Regions from separate parts of the Mus musculus genome. Here region 1 is linked to region 2. The links are chromatin contacts, called in public HiChIP or PLAC-seq maps. All regions are on one chromosome and are shown on one strand. The core of a region is the stretch at or near the end of the contact, and the rest is flanking DNA. Distances in the headings are between cores, read along the strand shown.

What was found. HiChIP or PLAC-seq counts read pairs in DNA pulled down with a chosen protein or histone mark.
Region 1: an H3K4me3 HiChIP or PLAC-seq map of the SCID.adh cell line shows a contact between it and region 2, with 10 read pairs. The contact joins two enhancer-like sites. A contact is called at or near these places in 3 of 484 Hi-C or Micro-C datasets (the HPC-7 cell line and embryonic stem cells), 9 of 115 datasets of contacts at active chromatin or transcription factors (the SCID.adh cell line, embryonic basal ganglia, embryonic forebrain and 2 more) and 1 of 9 other capture datasets (embryonic stem cells).

The regions. Positions count from the first base shown.
Region 1 is chr4:45,763,525-45,770,062 of GRCm38.p6, forward strand. Gm12409 (predicted gene 12409) reads right to left here and starts at 699. Exons shown (of 3, transcript NR_046068.1): 1 at 621-699. Within about 2 kb of position 3,682, at least 13 of the 459 cell types and tissues checked have an H3K27ac peak or open chromatin away from gene starts, as enhancers often do. A contact at or near this core is called in the SCID.adh cell line, where this site is marked.
Region 2 is chr4:45,570,277-45,577,891 of GRCm38.p6, forward strand. No RefSeq gene overlaps it. Among named protein-coding and RNA genes, the nearest start is that of Gm22055, 25 kb to the left of the region's middle. Within about 2 kb of position 3,810, at least 7 of the 459 cell types and tissues checked have an H3K27ac peak or open chromatin away from gene starts, as enhancers often do. A contact at or near this core is called in the SCID.adh cell line, where this site is marked.

The DNA of each region.
Region 1 (6,538 bases), core at 2,432-4,931, 190 kb after region 2:
TGTGGCTCTCCAGGAGGGCTTCTGTGATTCATAGCAAGAGCTCTGCACGCCTTGCCTTCCGCAGCCATGGGGAGGAGAGGGCCTGTGCTGGCTCCCTCCAGGTCCAGAATGGAAATCAAGAGGTCCTTTTTATTTCGGATTTGAACCTCACTCCTACCTCTGCACTCAGGACAAGCTAACACTTGTCAGCCTGTATAAAGGAGGAGGCGGCATGCTTCCCTCAAGCCCTCTCCCCTCTTTGAACTCCACGCCGTGCTGAGCAAGCACTGGGTTGTGGGCCTGTCCCTGGGACTGAAGACAGGCTGGGGAACTCTTAAGCTCTGCTACATCTTAGAGAAAAGGAGAAGAGCACTCAGCTCCCCCAGGCAACCAGGAAACAATTTGCAAGGCGGAATTCAACAAGCAATGCCAACAAGATCATAATGACCATATTTATGGGAGAACGAGGAGGCCTGAGCTCGGGTTTTCATTATCGTGTGTACAAATGTGATCGTCTCCGTGCAGCCTGCCTCCCGCGCCGCTCTGGGCGGCAGCTGTTGGCTGGTGCATGGTAATTTGATGTAAATTGCCCCCAAATATGGTAATTCCCTACTCTTCCAGGGGAGCTTGAAGTCACAAACCTGGAGAGGTTGGCAGCAGATGTTTTCTTACCGCTCTGTAGGCTGCTGGTGTTGTGGAAAAATGGCAATAGACCCAGAGACGATGTTGCTTCAGCTACTTCCTGTGTGGGAGGCGCCGTGGGCACTCAGTGTCCACGCCTGTAAAATTGGCGCAGCGATAGTCTCTCCTGCTTGAAGTAGCAGAGAAGATAAGCAAGGCTCCACATGGTATGTTTGGCGCCAAGGACTGTACAGTATCTGGTGTTGTTATTTTGGACCTCAAAGGTGACACTCATAGCGGGTGGCAGTCAATGCCCAGTGCCATTCCTTGGTCCTCAGCGGTGGCTACCTAGGGGCAGCAAATAAAAACAGCACAATTATGGTGAAAGTGACCATCTGGGTGTGGTGGATCACACCTGTAATCCCGGGACTTGGGATGTGGAGACAGGAGGATAGCCATGAGTTGGAGGCCAACATGGGCTAGCTACATTGTGAGTTTCAGGACGGCCTGAGCTACAGGATGAGGACCTGTCATCAAGTAACAAAGACAAAATAATACACCGATAATGACTGTGCAACGGAATGCCTGACCAGAAGCAGACACAGATCTCCCTGGGGTTTTTAAGGAAAAAAAAAATCAATACTTCAATATGTAGATGAGCAAACACAGACAATTTCTCCAGAGAAAGATGGTGACAGACTCAAGGAAGGAGGTGTTTTCCTCCACTTTCTTTTCTGTTTTTCTTTAATCAAGAGTGAAAGACGCATTAAAACAACCTTGAGATGGCTTTATTTCAGGAAAACTACAAAAACACAGAATGCCGGGTGTGGGTGGCACTTCCAGGAGAGGTTATCTGCCCTGGAGGGGGTGGTGGGGAGGGATGGCAGTCAGATCTGCCCTGGGGGTTGGGAGAGGGATGGCAGCCTGCCCAGTGTGGACATTACCTGGGAACAACCAACATTGTGTCCCCAAAGCCAAATCAAGATAAATGATGCAGGTGTCTCACTAATGGGAATTTATTGCGTGGAAATTGTCCAGTAGCAGGAAAAAGGCACAAAACAAAGATGCTGTGAGGACCTGAGAGAGGCAGGGCAGAGGCTCAGCGCGGCCGACAGCAAAGCGAGCCAGGACACTGCCGCGTGGCACACACTCCAAAGCTCTCGAGCAGGGCTGCGTTGCGGGGTGGGGGTGGGGGGATAAGCCGTGTGGAGTAATGATTAGGGTGTATTCTTAATCCAGGGAAAGGGAACAAAAGCTCCCTCACAACGTGAGGGAAACTATACTCGCGTGTCCTTGCGGGGCTGGGGGAGTGCCTGGATGCCAGAGAGAAGCATAGAAAACAAGGATGCCAGAGAGAACAACGGGTTCTCCCACAGAGAGCTCAGAGGCTCTCCTAGGACTCAGTGTGAGACTTGCCTCTCCCTTGCAAAGATCCTAGAGAGCAGTGGTCCCTAGCATGGGTGGGCTCTGGGAAGCTAGCTGGGTAGGGGGACTTGGAATAGGTGATAGCGCCGTTGAAAAGATGTTTCTTGTGGTCAGAGCCTGTGGAGAGGGCTGGCTCCTTACGTGAGCTGGGGGCTGGAGGCATGCACGCACAGGTTGCAACAGTCACGCATGGCTGGGCACTGGGAGTCTCTGTCTCCTAGGATGGCTTGATGATGCTAACAAACTCCTGCCCATCTCAGCCCTAATTTCCACACGGCCCCAAAGGAGAAAGAGGCAAACCAGTTTATTTATGAACCATGCGAAAAGGGAAGAGAGAGAGAAGGAAGGAGAAATAAAAAGAAAACGAGGGGGAGGAGAGGGGAGGGGAGGAAGGAAGAAAGGGAGTGGGGAGGAGGGAGGAGGAGAGAAGCAGAGGGAGGGAGGAGGAAAGAGAGGCGAGCTGAGCGTAATCCCTTTGTAAACACGGGCAGAAACTTGTCTTCCTAATTGAAAAGCCCATGTGGGCCGCTTAATCCAGTCCATGTTAATGAGACCAACCACATTAAAGCAGATATCGACTGCAGCCGTCACAGGGCCGGCGGGGGGGGGGGGGGGGGGGGGGGAAGGGGACCAGAGGGAACGTCGACAAGAGTGTGGCCGGAAGAGCTCTGGTCTCAGGGACATCAGCTTGTGTGTTCAAACATCCCATGGTGCAGGCAACCCTGTTGCCTCACACAGCAGGGGCCAAAGGAGTTGAGGGGGGCACCCCCACTCCCACCCCATGACCTCTGTCCTCTTAAAAGGGACAAAGTGACTTGAAATGTTATATAATATTAAGATGGTGTGATAAAAAAAAACACTCGCTCACACAGCGTGGCAAGCACAAATGAGCTCTTGGGGTGATTTGTCTTTGGGGTGATCTGTTTGATGACTTCAAAGAAGTCGGGGCCCAAGACAGAGCTGGGCCTCTAGGTGCTGGGGGTGGGGCCGTGCTCAGCCAGTTCTTGCAAGAAAAGCTCTTTTCCTGGGCCTTGTCCTCAGTAGAAAGCCTCTGGTAGTGTATGAGATAAACAAGAGAGCCAAGACCCCAGTGACCCAGACCCCAGTCACTTGAGCCTTGTTGAGGCCTCTTCATCCCCTCACCTAGACCTCACCGACTATGAGTCGGCCTCTTCAGCCTGTCACCCTCCCCTCTGCCCTCCACACAAGCTACCAGGATGCTTTTTCTGATTCATATCTCTGCTTCTGCCATGTTCCCACGCCAACACCTTCCATGTTTTCCCGTCACCCTCTGGACGGAGCCCAGTGACATTTGTCTTCACTTAACATAGGCAGATATCGCTACACCCTAACTCTTGCCTCAGATCTCACCCCCACCCTTACCCCCGCCTCTCCAGCATATACCCAAAGCTCCTCCCTCATTCAACTCAGGCCTGGACTGTAGCTGCCACTCCCTGGCCAATAGATGTAACTCCATCATCTGGTTCAAAGGGTTCTGCAAGATCCCCACCAAGCTGTACGCCAACCATTTCCAGTTACAAAGCTTTTAACATAAATGATCTCATTTAGCTCTGGCTCTTCTTGGGGTGGTTGTTTGACTCCTGGGAAACAGGAGGTCTACGGCTCAGGAGGCGGGGACTCTGCCTTGTAGAGGCACCACTGGATAGAGGCAACGGTTCCCAGGATCTATGTAACGCCTCTTGCTTTTACAAAAGAGGAAGAGGTACAGAGACATCAGATATCTGCTTGTATCCCAAAGCTACTGGATGATGGACTAGGTGGATCTAGAGACCTCATCACCAAGCTGAGTCCACCACACCCAACAGCCAACAGGCAGCCATTGACTAGGCCCCAGGAATGGGATTTTTCTGGAACATTGTTTAGACTGTGACAGGAAGCTGCTATTAAACCAGACAATGGATGGCCCATGACTGAAGTGACTCCACAGTCCTTGATGGGGGTGTCCATGTTCTAGGAGCAGCTCTGTGGCTTTCTGTACCAGGTCTGTGATAACTAATGGGTCCTGGTGGCAGGGAAGGGCCTGAAGCCTAGAATACACCCTACAGTTCGGCTTTGGTGACATTGAGGGCTTTCAAAAGGTGCAGGGTGATCCTCCAGTAATGTCTGAAATCACCGGACAGGAGAGCAAAAGGCACTCTCGGGAATTAACTCCCGTTATTGGAGAAGTTCCCTCACAGCAGAGGTTTGCAGCCCTGTGCAGCCCAGCCTTCCATCAGTACCTTTGGTCCAAAGGGAGGGAGATGGCTTTCTATCCGAATCCCATCTATCCTGCACACAGCCGCCAGGCCTGGGGTGGCCTTCCTCGGCTTTCAAAGAAGAGATTTCTGCAATTCTGAGTGTAAGGCAGAGATCTCATCTGGCATGTGTCCAGGCTGAAGGGGTTGAAATTTCTGTTCTCCCCAGGGTAGGCTGGAAGAGCCTTGCCTTTGACAAGGCGGTAAAACATCTGTGTTTACAAGAGAGATAAGGAAGGAGCTGGCAGCGGTGGGCCTCTGCGGCTGTCTCTCAAAGGTGTTGCCTCGAAGCGCTCAGAGGAGAGATGCCCAGGAAGGAGCAGCCTGTGCCTGGCCCAGGGTGATGATCTCCTATTGCTGCCTCCTAGATTCCATTTCCCCTCTCCCACACGATGCAGATTCTGGCAGGGGGCCCAGCCTGGACTTGCTCATCTCACTCGGTGTTAGATGGACTGACTTGTCTGTGAACTTCATCCAACACTTAGCTTTCCATGATGATCAAACTCTTAACCCTGCCCTCCTGCTATTTCCCATTCTCTCAACAGTCACGTGGTGCCACGCCTCTTCAGCTCATTGCACAGCCTACCTTGACTGCCTTGGCTGCTCCTCCGGCTCTCACACTCCTTCATCCTAGCTGAATCCAGCTAAAAGTCTCCCGTGTTCCTAAGCATGGTCTTTCCCAGGCTTTTCCCACTGGCCAGATGCAACTCCCATCCTCTCCTGCCTGTCTTTCAAAAGCCACATGGATGACATCAATGTCTTTGTGTGTCTGTTTGTCTCATGGGCTCTGCCATGACGTAGCCATCAGTGGAAGGGAAACTCATCTTTAGGCATTAGTTTCCCTATCTGTGACAGGGCAGATGAGTTCTATACGTGACCTATACATTCATTTGGCGTCCCTTGTGGACTGTGAAGGGCAGCAAGCACCTCTGAAGACCCCATGGACCTAGCACATCGGCTATGAGAGACGCTAGAAAACAGATCTCTATACACTAGGTAATCCCCATGCTTCCAGCCAGCCAGGGATATCTACATGGGTCAGCTGGACATACTGCTATGAAACTCAGAAAATGCAGGGGAGTCGGAGGTCACCTCCTGGCCTGAAGCCTCCCTTGGCTGTTCGAGGGAAGGCAGGACTGTGGAAATGTGCGGTGTCTTCCTAGCAGGGTTCTGCTGTCTGTGCTCCACGTCCCTGGGTGCTGGCAGAAGAGCTGAAACGTCTCCTGTTAATTGTCAGAGTGAAACAGACAAAGAGAGGTGTAGAGAAAGCATGGTGCTCCACGCAGTCGGTCCTGTAACGGAGGAGGATGTTTTGTTCTTCCCAGAGCGGGACACACGGCTCAGCAGACCCTGCGGTTTTGCCACTGCAAACGAGGACCCTAACAACTGCCTGTCCCCTGAATAAAGGCTGGAGTTGCAGTGTAGTGGGCCGGGTGCTTGCCAAGCAGGCATCAAACACACGGACAAACACGAACGCCTTGGGTTTGTGTTCCCCAGTGCCACATAAGCTTGGCATGTCCGATGATGCAAGATCAAAAGCCAAGGTCACCCTGGGCTGCATAGTAAGCTCAAGGCCAGCCTACAGGAGACTTTGTTGTGAAAACAAACAAACACCACATCGAGCAGGCAAGCAAAAACCATGAAGGGGTTGGGGTGAAGCAAGCCACTTTATTCTCATTTACAAACTGACTCCACAGTTCAATTTCCCACCCACCGAGCACCTGTTCTCCCTTCTCCAAATCTTGAACTCCTGCAAGCTGCAGTTTCTCATTAGGACAGAGAACTCTCCTCTCAGCCCAGAGAGCCACCTGCTACAGGATTCTAGTAATAAAGATGAATAGTTATGTGCTGTGAGGAACTCACACCCCCCAGCCACAAAACCAGCCTGACATGCCAGTCCTGATCACACTGTGGGCCAGAGGGAAAGCCTCTGCGTCTCCAGGAAAAGGTCCCTCCTCACTACAGTGTAGTGTGTCAGGAATTTGGTGACATCTCCTGACTTTTAGAGGTAAAGCAAAAAAAAAAAAAAAGGGACTCAGAAGTGAAGTCACTTGTTCAAGGTCACACAGATAAGCAGTCAGATTTGGTTTCAAAATCAACTTGCTGTTTGAAAATGTGGCCTTAGGTGGAGGTCTCCCTTCAAGGTCACCCGGGTGGACTCCACTCTGGCAGGGCTAATGGACGATAAACAGAGGTCTGGGAGTGCTGGCAGAACAGAACTGAATTGCACCTGACACTTGAAGGTAGCTGATGGACAA
Region 2 (7,615 bases), core at 2,560-5,059:
GCTGGTCTAAGTGCTTTCTTTAATATGTTCCTCTTCCTCCATTCTCTCTTGATTCTTTTCCTTATCTTTCCCCCTCCCTCTTTCTGTCTCCCCTTTCTTTCTGACAGCACCTCATGTAGTCCAGGCTGGCCCCAAACTTGATATGTAGCTGAGGATGGCCTTGAACTTCTGATTCTCCTGACTTGGTGATAGTCACATGCCATGGTTTCTAGGGTACTGGCTGTCAAATCCAGGGCTTTGTGCCTGTTAGGCAAGAACTCTGTCAACTGAACTATATTCTAGCTATCATTTTTCATTTTGAATGTCAAGAGTCCTTTCGCTACATCATTAAGTTTTTTTTAATATATTCAACGTTAGCTCAATATTCTATTTTTGTAAGTCTTTGTAGCTACTCTCATTGGATGCTTCAGCAATGTCTGAATGCATTGCTTCTATGAGTGATGCTAAATTGAACATCTTATACTAAAACCTTTGAGGGCATCTGGCCATTCTGTGGGGAGATGGTTCTGAATCTATGGCATAGTTGGTGTGGTTCTTGGGTATTGGCCAATTTCATGCCCACCAGCAACAGGAGAAATGGTTTGTTGTTGTTTTTGCTTTGTTTTGTTTTGTTTTGTTTGTTTGTTTGTTTTCCTTCAAGACAGGATTTCTCTGTGTAGCCCTGGCTGTTCCTGGAACTTGATTAATAGACTAGGCTGGCCTTGAACTTTAGATCCTTCTGCCTGATGAGTGCTGGCCACCACCATCTGACTTTTTCCTATTTTTCTTTTTCTTTCTTTCTTCCTTTCTTTCCTTCTTTCTTTCTTTCTTTCTTTCTTTCTTTCTTTCTTTCTTTCTTTCTTTCTTTCTTCCTTCCTTCCTTCCTTCCTTCCTTCCTTCCTTCCTTCCTTCCTTCCCCCCCTCTCTCTTTCCTTCTTCCTTCCTTCCTTTCTTTATTTCTTTCTTTGTTTTTGTTTTGTTTTTATCCAGGTGAGGACTCTTTCAGCTCACCCTGTTCTCTTGAAAGATGAGCACCCATCATGTCAAAGTTTCCCTAAGACAGGTATCTACGTCCATCTCCATGAAAAGTGACCTGTGCTGACAGGGCTTTAGCCATAACAAGTTCTTCAAGAATTAGACTTTAGCAGTCACTCATGGTCATGCAAACACACTGTAATCCCAGTTCCCAGGAGGCTGAGGCAGGAGGACTACCATGAATTTGAACCTAGTTTATGTTCTATAGTGAGCATCATAGCAGAACTGTGCTCAAAAAAAAAAACAAAAAAACAAAAAAACAAAAAACAAAAAAACAAAACAAAACCAAGCTCAAGAACTAAAACTAAAATCAAACAAAACCAAAGAAGAAAAGAAAGAAAGAAAGAAACCAACCCAAACAACCAAAACCCCCAAAAATCACCACCACCACCAACACCACAAATAAAAACCTAACCAGCAAGCAAGTGAAACAAAACAAAACAAAAATCTCACAGCAAAGTTCAGAGCTTTGTATGTTGCTCGGGCATGAAACTGGTTTAGCCTTTTTGGAGGGTGGTTGAACAAGCTTGTCTCAAGCTGTAAAGTATGGCTCCTCCATAGTTTTACTTTAAAAAATGTTTGTGGCTGGGCAAGATGGCATGCTTCTTTAATTCCAGCACCAGGAAGCCAGAACAAGATGGAGTGCCCTCTGAGTTGGGGCTAGCCTTGTCTACATAGTGAGTTCTAGGCCAGCCTCATCTACAAAGTGAGTTTCAGGACAACCAGGGCTACACAAATAAAACCTGCCTAAATAACAAGACAAAACAAACAAATGAACATCAAACAACTGGAAAATATCCAGAAAGATTCTCTTGCCAACCAAGGAACATCTTTGGTTCCCTGGGCCCCTTCATCTGGGTTCTGGATAAGGTTTGGGAGTGGAGTCATCATGTTCGGGAGACTGTAAAGGTTTTGTGGAAAGACTGTTGGAACAGAGCATTGCTGTGAGGTATTGCAAGTTCTCTGTGAGAGAAGGCCGCTATATGATCCTGGATGGCAGTGGCACCTTCTTCCAGGTCTTGACCTGCCCCTGATCATTAAAAAAAAAAAAAAAAAAAAAAAAAAAAAGATTTATCTATTTTTGTTATTTCATGTGTGAGGGCATTTTGCCTGCATGTACATCTGTGCACCGTGTGCTTGCAGTGAATCCCCTGGGACTGGAGTTATAGATGATTGCGAGCCACCAGGTGGGTTCTGAGAATTGAACTCAGGTCTTCTGCAGGAGCAGCAAGTGCTCTGAGCCATTTTGCTTGGAGCCATCTCTCCAGCACCACCCACCCCTTTAAAGTATTTATTCAGCTTATTTTATTTTATGTGTGTTACCTGAATATGTTTATGTGAAAAAGAGAGTCTTTCTGGATATTTTCCATGTTGTTGTTTGTTTTGTTTTGCTTTGTTTTGTTTTGTTATCGAGTCAGGGTTTCTCTGTGTAGCCCTGGCTGTCCTGGAGCTTGCTCTGTAGACCAGGCTGGCCCTGAACTCCCTATATAGACCAAGCTAGCTTCCAACTCAGAGAGATCCATCTGCCTCTGGTGTGTGCTGAGTGCCAGAGGAAGTAGGGTCCAAGAGTACATAGGGTCCCTTGTAACTGACCCTTACAGGTCAGTTTCGAACTCTGGAATTGAACCCCAGTTCTCTGTAAGAGAAGCCAAGTGTTCTTGACTGCTGATTCATCTCTCCCGTACCTTCCCCTCATCTTTATAATAAAGCACTAAGACCTTCAGAACTCCTCAGCCATTATGAACGTCCAGTGGGGGCAGATACAGGAACATGACCCTCAGTGTAGTACTAATATAGCCCCTATGCTAGCCCTAAGCACGCATGCTTGGGCTCAAGTTTGTAGACGGTGACCAACATCTCTCCCCCGAGTCCTGAAAGGCCAGGTCAGAAAGATTCCAGGATTCATTTCCCAGGGCACACGCTATGATGCTCCTCTCACAAGCATGTTGCAGCTGGCCAGGTCATGGTGTCTTCAGATCTGGTCCTCCTTCATTCCAGATCTCTGAAAGAATGGATCCGCCACCCACAGAGCTGGGAAACAGAAACCTCAGCCTTCCCCAGACTCCTCTCCCTCTGCTACCCTCCCCATCAATCAATCAGCTAATCAATCAACCAACCACTCACTCACCGGTCCTGTCCAAGACAGCTGGACCTCATCGGCATCTACGCCCTCTCTCCAGTCTGCTGTGTGGTGCTAATTCACATCTTCATTTCTTGTCTTGGTTCTTATTACTGCTTTACGTCTGACTGGGGACGATGCAGCTGCTTATTACTGAGAGTGGTGGCATTGATATATCTCCCCCAACCCTTGGGTAAATCACAGATAACCCTGGGTTCACCATTCTTTCCAAACTGGGTTCTAAGCATCATGCTGCCATTGTCTTTGTGACTTTGGGATCAGCTTTGTCTACATGGAGAATTCAAATATTCTTTCCAACATTCTGCTCTGTTCTGACATGGTTTTTTTTTCTGAAATTTTATTTTAGAGCAGGTTTAATTTTATCAGAAAAATTGACAGGGGGTTGAGGATGTAGCTCAGTAGTTGTGTGCTTGGCTTGGATGTACCAGCCCTGGAGCCAGTCCATAGTATCTCGTAAGCCAGCAAGCCAGCAAACACCACAAGCAAAAACCATCCACCCACCCAAATGGACAATACAGAAGAAAGACTGATAAGAAGAGAGAGTTGCTATGTCTATTCCGAAGGCGGTTCTCAGATCCACCATGTCCATCTTGTGTATTATGTCAGTGAGAGCTGAAGAGCTGAAGAGCTGATGTTGGTACATTGTTACTAAGCTCATAGTTACATCAGAATGTTGTACATTCTTATGACTTGTACCCATTGTCACTGTATCATACAGAATAGTTTCACTGTCTTAAAGATACCCCTGGCTCTATCATTCAATCTCTCCCATAATCCTAGCCTGGCTTTTCACCTGTCAAAATATATTCCTTTAGGGTAGATTTATATCGATCATATATGTAGATGCTACTAACTTCTAGAGCCCACCCCATACCTTCATATCATCCCCGTGCAGAGTACAATCTCTCCCTTTCTTCTTCTATTCCTCCCTCCCTCCCCACTCCTTTCACACGCACCAACTCTGACATAGCAATGAGGCTCACTTAGTCCGGTGACTTCCTTAAGACCACACAGCTAGCAAGAGCAGGAACTGAGATTAGAATCTAGGCCTGGCTTAAACTTGCTGTCAGATCTCTTAAAGTCACTGGCCCCGTTCTCCGTCTTCTGTCCTGGTCTGGATTTGGGGACCGAATTAAAAGTCTGTTTTCAGTTTATAGCTGAATCTTTCAGAACCAGGAGCTGAAATAGCAGATCCCTGATATAAACGGAGATGGAGAGAAAAATACAGTGCTTTTGGAATACTAATGAACGGCTAGCTGGAGGGTTCAAAGTGGGAAGACATGAGCAGCTCTGGGCCGTGTGCAAGGAGAGATACGTAATGTGCATGTGCCTCAGACTATCCAGGCCCAGGCTCTTAGTCGACTTGTACATTCTCACTAAAGGACCTGAGGTGTGCCGTCTGCTCCAGCCCCACCACAGCCAGGGCCCTATTAGGAAGAAAACAGCTCCTTTCATACTTGTCTGAAGAAGATTGGAGAGGCTGAGAAAGGCTCACCCCCCTGCTCGACTCCCCTGGAGTCAGGCCAGGCCTGAGAGTTATCACGGGTGTATACTTGATGGCGGTGCCGCGTCTCCGAGCACACCACAAGAAGCGTAGCTCTCCTCTCTGCTAATGCAATTTATATGTCTGAGCATGAACAGAGGATTTGTGAGCCTTCCAGGTGCTGGCTTCGGAAATTACCACGGCAGGCTGGGGCTGCTCCACAGAGACCTGGGGTCTTACAGGACTGGAGGGGAGTGATTTTGACTGTGCTGAGCCTCGTCCTGGGAGGGAGGAAGGGTCTCATTGCCCATCTCCATCAATGCCCCTCTCCCAGGCCCTTCCGTCCACGTATTTATTCACGTATCTGATTTCTTTTTTAGAGACTCAATGTTGCCACGTTGCTGGCCTCCAACTCACTTCCCTCCCGACTGATAAATGCTGTGGTTACAAGTGTGAGGTATCATATCTGGCTCCTGGGACCCCTTTAAAATGTGGTTAGTCTGCTGGGCAAGATGGTGCACTGGGGAGGTTGAGGCAGAAGGACTGTGCGTTTTAGGCTAACCTGGGCTATACGTTAAAATCATATCAAGCAAGCAAACAAGCAGGCTTACAGCTCACTTTGTCTAACCATAAACTAAAAGACCATTCGTTGGGATATATTGCATTTCATTGAATCATCTAGGGCTGGAAATGCTGCTCAATCGCAGAACACTTACCTATCACATGCAAAAAAAAAAAAAAAAAAAAAAAAAAACAAACCCTGTGTCCAATCTTCAGCATCACAACCAGCCAATCAACCGGCTAACAAAGACACACCCATAGCTCACACTTGTAGTCCCAGTCCCCAGGCATCAGAGACCGGAGGATCCAGAGTTCAACATCAATCTGCGATATAAGGGGATCCTGTCTCAAAAGTAAGCCAACCAAAGGAGTAGCCAGGGAGGCTGGGGCCGAAGCTCGGTGGCAGGGCATTTGCCTAGCACATAGGAGGCCCCAAACTCCCACCCCAAACAGCCAAGTAGACTTGCTGCCTGAACAATGAACACTAGAGAGCGAACACAACAGGCTCCTTTTCCAGAGTTTGCTGAGGAGAGAGTGAGAGCCTTTTTTTCAGACTTAGATTCGTGTCTAGACTTGGGCCCTCATGAGCTTGTGTGACGTGTGTTTTAAAAATCTCTGAGCCCCACTCTTTCTTCGGGACATTAAGGGGAATACAACTGTGCCTCACGTCTGCTTCACCTCCCCGAGCCTGTCTGCCGGCATGTAGACATTTGTAGTGAATATTCTTAGTGACCCAGGGAGACTCTTCTGACTGTCCTATTTGAGACAGGGTCTTATTATTAGGTCTGGCTGTCTTGGAACTCACTGTGTAGTCTAGACTGTCCCTGAACTCACAGAGATCTGCCTGCCTCTGCCTTTTGTGTGCTGGGATTAAAGGCATTCTCCATTACACCTGGCAGAACAAGAAACACTTTAGAAGAATCCGTTGTGACTTAAGAGCTCAGCGGCCGCTGGTGTCTTTCTTACTGTCCTCTGAGCCTGCCTAGAAAGATTCCTTAATTTTGAGACGAGATTTTATACAGTCCACACTGGCTTTGAACTCCTGACCCTTTTGTTTCCACCTCCTGAGTGATAGAATTGCTGTCACTGTGCCAGGCTTAGGAAGTGCTGGGGATCGAACCTAGATCCTCACGCACGACAGGCAAGCACCCTGCTTGCTGAGCTACAACCCCAACTCTGAAAAAAAAAAAAAAAAAAAAGCTTTTTTTTTGAAATCCATTCTGACCATGTCATTTCCTGCTTAGAAAATCCCTATTATGGCCCTTAGCCTGTAAGAGCAAACCTAACTCGACTGACACCCACCCTTCCAGGCTTGCCTCCTTTTACCCTAGGCCCTACCCTGTGGTATCTGAATCCATGGCAGCAGTTCCTGGTCTAAGTGCCTCTTGTCCATAGTCTTGTGGCTCATAACTATTCCCCCCACCCCTCCAAAGATGAGGATGGCTTTCAAAAGGCCATTTTCAAAGGAATTTTGAGGACGGCTTTCTGATCTCATTCAATTCTAAGGAAAAAAAAAACAAAACAAAACAATATTGCAAATTGCCCCCTTCATGCCTTAGGGTCTAACAGGAATCCATTTGCTGTTTCCCTATGAGCCATTGACATAGAGCGTTCGAGACATTCTATTTCTTTGTAATTTCCCTATATTGGGTTGCAAGGCTGGAAAATGATAGATGCCCGAGATTGATCAGGGTAATCGATGCTGTGTGATGTATTTACACGGGATGGATGTATCACCTGCCAGATGTGAGCGCTGGTAAAGGCTTGCTTGTTTATAAAGCCCCCGAGATCGCATTTGTATCAATGACTAATGCGTGGGTACCACACCGCTCGCTGTGCTTCAGATACGCCTGTTTATCCAACGCGACCACCTCCCTCCTTTACCTCCTCATCCATCACAGGCCTGGGCGCTCTTTCCTACACAACAAAACCAGTGCTTTATTCAGTCCTCCTCTCCGTGCCGCTATGATAGACGGAGGTGGCTTTATTTTGCATTTGCAACTGGCAAATGCCTCTCCTGTCACTTCCCCTCTAACTTGGAGCTTCTGTGATGCTGGCGCTCCGTCCTGAGGCTGTGACTTTTCATATACTAATCCTGTAATATAACCCCTGAGCCCCTCAGTCCAGCTTCGGCTGATCCTTCCAGTCCTGCGTCTTATGAAGACGCCGGCACCAGACAGGGATATTCTTGCCACTAAGAAAGAAATCCGAGCATTATACTCACAAAGGTTTTACTGAAAGATCCCTCCCTGCATAGGGCAGGATTGAATCAGCCCAACTCTGGGAAAACCTCAGAGACTGGAACAAGGGGCTCCAGAAATACTAGCAACTGCCCCTCCCCCCTCAGTGGTTTGAATGTGAGCCACGCCTCACCCCGTGCTCACGCATTGGGACATTTGGTCCGAGGTTGATGGTGC